Linked DNA regions of Anas platyrhynchos: region 2 is linked to region 1. Evidence: chromatin contacts called from public Hi-C data. All regions are on one chromosome and are shown on one strand. The core of a region is the stretch at or near the end of the contact, and the rest is flanking DNA. Distances in the headings are between cores, read along the strand shown. Region 1 holds the start of NRDC (nardilysin convertase). Region 2 overlaps CC2D1B (coiled-coil and C2 domain containing 1B).

The links. A called contact is a pair of places that touch in the nucleus more often than the background predicts.
Region 2: a contact with region 1 is called in a Hi-C map of small yellow follicle, with 2.5 times the contacts expected there. The contact joins the enhancer-like site here to the promoter of NRDC in region 1. A contact is called at or near these places in 3 of 8 Hi-C or Micro-C datasets (skeletal muscle, small yellow follicle and subcutaneous adipose tissue).

What each region holds. Positions count from the first base shown.
Region 1 is chr8:33,239,612-33,242,311 of IASCAAS_PekinDuck_T2T, reverse strand. It overlaps NRDC (nardilysin convertase), which reads left to right and starts at 1,257. Exons shown (of 31, transcript XM_027463412.3): 1 at 1,257-1,659. The coding sequence starts at 1,328.
Region 2 is chr8:33,416,097-33,418,796 of IASCAAS_PekinDuck_T2T, reverse strand. It overlaps CC2D1B (coiled-coil and C2 domain containing 1B), which reads left to right. Exons shown (of 25, transcript XM_072042015.1): 15 at 2,092-2,264. Among named protein-coding and RNA genes, the nearest start is that of CC2D1B, 20 kb to the left of the region's middle. Within about 2 kb of position 1,321, at least 5 of the 8 cell types and tissues checked have an H3K27ac peak or open chromatin away from gene starts, as enhancers often do. A contact at or near this core is called in small yellow follicle, where this site is marked.

The DNA.
Region 1 (2,700 bases), core at 8-2,507:
CTTCCACAGAAGACAAACCTGAAATGTTTGATGCATTCTTTTATTTGACTGCCTTCCACTTGACTAGCAGTGCCCTAGTTAAGATAAAGACGGTATGGTTACAAGATTTAAGGAAGAAAGAAACGAAGGAAGAAAGGAAGGACGGACGTTCGGACGGACTGCTCTCTACAAGCTTCTCTATTGCTGGTACCATCGCCTAGAGCACTCAGAGCACATTTCTGTCAGAAAAGCTGAGAAAAGGAGGCTGCAGGTGAGACGTGGTCTTGGCTTCCACCTAGCGGAGAAGCAAGGCGCTGAGCACGGGGGGAGCTCCTCGAGCCTCCCACCCCTGAAATCGCTGTCTGCATTCCTTCTACAGGCAACGCGGCCACAGAAGCTGTAACGAATTACAGGAGAGTGAAGTGCGGAACGGTGCAAAGGGGCTGTCGCAAGCGGAACAACAGGTGTGAAGGGGACCCTATAGGGGACGTGCGGGAGCTGAGGTGCTGGGGTTCCTGCTGGGGCCGGACCTCGCCACACAGGCGCCGGCAGCTTGGCAGGGGGCAAAGTTTGTGTACCGAGGGGAAAGTGCTTGGGACTACGGAACTTGGGACTGGGTCAGCACCCACAGGCACCGAGTGCCGCAGGTCTGACTTTTCTGTTGCATGTTTTGTGTTTTTTTAGGAACAGAATTAAAAATAATAATTAAAAAAAAAAAGGCAGGTAACGGGCCGCGAGGGACCGGCACCGCCTGTGAGGGGCGGGGGAGGCGGGCCGAGGGGAGGGGCCTCGCCTCAGGCAGCCACCAGGTTCTGGGGGCGGCTTCGTGAGCTGATTGGCTCTGCCACGTGAGTGGCATCCTTTTGGGCCAATAGGTGAAGGGAATGAGGGAAGGGCTGGTTGGTCGTGTCGGGAGGGAGCGACATCTGCTTGGGCCGGCTTCCGCGAGGGGCGGTTGGACTCATCCAACAGGCGGGGGGGGGTGTGGGTGTCAGCGAACACGGAAAGCGGCCGCGATGCCGGACCGCGATGGGAGAGAGCGGGGCTCTGGGATCCCCTCTGTCTCCCTCCCTGCCTTCACCCCGCTGCGCTCCCCCCATTGCCTTATCCCCGAAAGTCGCCTGCTTCCCCCCCCGCTTATTCCCCCCCCCGATGGTTCCTCCCCACTCCCACCAATCACCGCCCGCTCCGGCCACGCGCAGCGCACGGGGGCCTCCCCGTTTCCCCCACGTGACTCCGCGGCGGGCGCTGACAGGCCGCGGGGCCGGGGCCCGCCCAACCGCCACCGCCACTTCCCGGCGGGGCGGGAGCAGCCCGCCTGGCAGCGGGGCCCGCCGGCCGGCCGCGCATGCGCAGACTCGCGGCAGCCTTCGTGAGGAGAGGCCGGGCGGCGGCGGCCGGGACCGGGACCGGGAGCGGGCCGGGGCCGGGGGTGGCGGCGCGGGGGCGGCGGCTGCCGCCGGTTCTTGTCAGGGCCCGGCCGCTGTGGGCGGCCATGCCCGGGAGGAACAAGGCGGCGGGCGGCGGCGGCTGCCCCGAGGTGCTGGGGGGGCAGCAGGCCGCTGAGGCGGGCCGCGACGCCGCAGGCCGCTCGCCTCACGGGGACGAGGAGGAGGAGCGGGGCGCCAACCTCGGCGACCCCGACATCGTCAAATCGCCCAGCGACCCCAAGCAGTACCGGTGAGCGCCGGGACGGGGCTGGGCGGGCTGGAGGCCGGCTCCGCTGCCGGTGAGGGCCCGGTGCGGTTCCCGTGCCCCCCCCTCCGGGCAGCTCGGCCCCAGGAGCGCTGATCCCCAGCGGGAGGAGATTGTCGGGGGGGTCCCGGAGCGGCGCCGAGCTGAAACCCAGGCTAAAACCGGCAGCAGCGGAACTCCTTCCATATAGAGAGGTTCCAGGCTTAATTACAGCTGTGAGCGGAGACCCTGCGCTGCCATTTTGGTGGTGTTTTTGCTCGGTGCTCCCATCAAACCCCCAGGAGCACGGAGAAATGTCCCGGCCCCAAGCAGCTGGGCCTGGGTGAGCGGCTGCTGAGCGCTGCGGGTGGTGTGAGGCGGCCCTTCTCCGAGGGATGCTGTAGGCAGGTTACCCAGCCTCTGCGAGATGTGCTCTTCTAGCTCTACCCTTCATAACACCTCCACTGTCTCCCCAAAGCCCAGCCTGGAGCTGAACTGTGGACTCGCAGTGACACGGGCTGAAGTTCCCTGTTGGCTGCACGGGGGCTGTGCCCATTGGCTCTGGGGAAAAACTTCCTCTGTTCTGGTCCTACTTCCCTGCTTCTTCCTCCCTGTTTCTGCCTGCCTCCCCTGCTGGCATTCTCGCTCACGCTGCTTTGCAGGAGGTGTTTTCCTGCAGTTTGTAGCTACAGAGATTGTCAGGTTAGGAAACTTGTGCCTTTGCTACCTGGAATGGCAGTATGATGAAGCTTGGGAAGTCCACTGAAAACTGGCAATCTGCTCTGAGGCTCAGGAACCTCCTCCACATGCAGGGAATTGGAGAGCACATTTGCATGCAGCATAGAGTAGACAAATACCGACGTCTCTCAGATATCCTGCTCTCTGTACTTAACAGACGTTTTTCCAGCTGGAAGCCAGGAGTCTCGTCTTTTCAGATTGATTTCTGTGTATGGGAAGCGAGCCTTGCACAGACCAGACACAAATGTCTCCCTTAGGAAGACAGCGTTGCTAAAAGTAAAGTATACCTTTGTGTTCCGAACCCTCTAA
Region 2 (2,700 bases), core at 72-2,571, 180 kb before region 1:
AATTATAAGGTTGATTGGGTTTTTAATTGATTTTGATGTAACAAGCGTATTGATTCATAATATTCAACTCTGCTCATAGTTGAACTGCGCTCTCATTAGAGTGGACGGCTTGCTAGCGTGAATTATTCATTGATCTAATGCAGCTTCCTACATGAAACAGTGGCTGCTGCCCAGTGTTTCATCCAACAATATCAAACTGTTGTATAGGCAGTAATTCATTGATCTCTAGCCCTTCTATCACTAAGGTCACTAAGCAGTTTTCTGTACAAGATTAATTGTATAGATAGTAAGGGATGGCCACTGCCTCACTGGGTGGTTTGGGCATGCAGCAGCAGCATCCGGGCTCTCGCTGGTTCTGTTGTCATGCCATGATTGTAATCCTGTCCTTCCGTCCTGCCCTGGGCAGTTCCCTCAGGACAAAGCAGAACTGCCTGGTTGGCTGATGCAAGTTCTTGTGCAGAACGCAAAGGCATTTCACAGTGCCATCTGACAGCTTCTCTCTAGAAAATTCCATGACTCATTTTATGAAGAACACTAAAACATAGAAGTTGTCTATTTTGGCTTTGAAAATTTATGAATCCTCATGAAATTAGGTTTGTGCAACATCAGATGGCATTTCTCTTAAATTAATCGACCTGGACTTGGTGAACAAAGTGGTAACACCTGTCTCTGGTGTTACCTGGTAATTAATTACTCAATAATCTCTCCTGGGCATTTCAGGTACCTTAAAATAAGACCAATAGGTGTAACAAAACTTAGATTCCTACTGACTTCATCTTTACAACAACGTGCCAGTACTTCGCTATCATAAAGCTATCTTTCACTAGTCAAACTCCGTTCTGTGATCCAAACATAACCTTCTTCTCTCCCCCAAAATTAAGAAGTACAGCATACATCTGACCATAAACTGTGAATTTTGTTCCCTTTTTTCTTTTTCTTTTTTTTTTTTTTTTTGTCAATGTGTGTGAGGCGATAAGAGGTGTGGGAGTGGAGTAAAACATTTATACTTAGACCTATGCCAGGAATGTCAAGGAGCCAAGATCAGTAGGATTAATGTCTTTGTTCAGTCCATTCTTCACAGATTTTCTTTGAAAATACCTGTGTTCTGCATCTCGGCCTCACAGAGCACACTGTGTTCTGGCTGTTTTGTCTCAGTGAAAACTGGCTAGCTACCTTGTCTAATTGGTTGTGGCTGATTGGGCAAGTTGCTCACAACAGCAGGGCAGCAGGCTCTTTTGCAAGGACAGGACAGGATAGGATAGTCATCTGACAGCAGTAAGCAGTATGAGTGTCATTGGTGCATTTATTTGCTGAGACAGGCAGCTCTTGCAAGTGCTGTTTAGCTCGTGTTATCACTAAGCTTGTGTAGTAGAGTGCACTGGTGAATACAACACAAGTATCTTTGGAAGTGGCTGTAATGAGCTCTTTCCAAAGTGAGGTACACAAAGAGGCAGAATGCACTGACCTGTTACGTGGTAAAGCAATGTTTTCTGACTTGTGGGATTGTTCTTACTGCTTTGGGAAGGAAAGAAAAGACCCAAGAATGAATAAGAAACAAAAAGATAACAAGGAGTTATAAATAAGCAGAGGTGGATATGTCTGAATGTGCCTGCACACATTGGCTTATCTGTTTTCTATTACAGATCAAGGGAGAGGATAGAAATGAGTATAGAAGAACCCTGTTTTCAGAGTTCATGTGCTCATGCAGGGTTCATGTGCTATTCACTGTCCTTTACAAATTTAAATGTCAAGCTGAAAGTTTGAATTGAGCTTTTGCTATTTACCAGTCAGCAGTACTGTAGTCTGTGTCTTCTGCCTACAAATACGGGGCTCTAAGTTCTGTTTTGGCACTTATATATAAGTATCTTTGTGAAGTGCCGTGAGATTATTTTTTTAATGCAGGATGCCATGATATAAGGAAGTGTGTTTTTTATTGGACAGTCTCAATTTCAATGAAGTGCAGTAAGGAAATGTCCTTAGCTTATGTCTGTACTTTTACTGACCTTTCTCTGGCTAAAAAATGAACATGATAAACCTGTTTCAGGGCCATGGCAGTGTCAGATGAGTGAGTTATACAATTTTTTTTTCCAGCTAGGCAACAGCTGGAATTTCTGGAGAACAGAAAGAAGCAGTACATGAAGGCAGCCGTCAAAGCAAAGAAGGAAAATAACCTTGAACAGGCTAAAATGTATCTCAGAACAGCTAAGAGCTTTGACCCAAAGATTGAGGAAGCAAAACGTGGCAAACCTGTTGATATTTCCAAGGTTAGTAGGACTGCTAGTATTCTGCTTTGTGTCATTTTCTTGGACATCTAAGTGCATACTTCAAACACTGAATGATTTAATAATATTTCTTGACACAAACTTAAAATCAGTTAAAACTGCTTAAATAGCAAATGTGGATACTGAGCCCTGAAATTCCCGTATATCTTGGTCTTGTTTGCTTTTCTACTCCTCACATATGCCAGGTTCTGAGAAAATTCCGTTTCCATGAACCATTTGCTCCCTGATGTGCAGTGGCACATCTAAACCATGCAGCTTGGAAGTATTTCCTGGGTTTATGGTGTGAGTACACCTCCTGGTTATGTACTAAATCCATTTTGGGATGAGGATCGGATATATGTGATCCAGTGATGCCCTAGTCCTTATTGGTATATGGGTAGGTGTGGAAACCACACTGCACTGTAATAGCTCTCTTGAC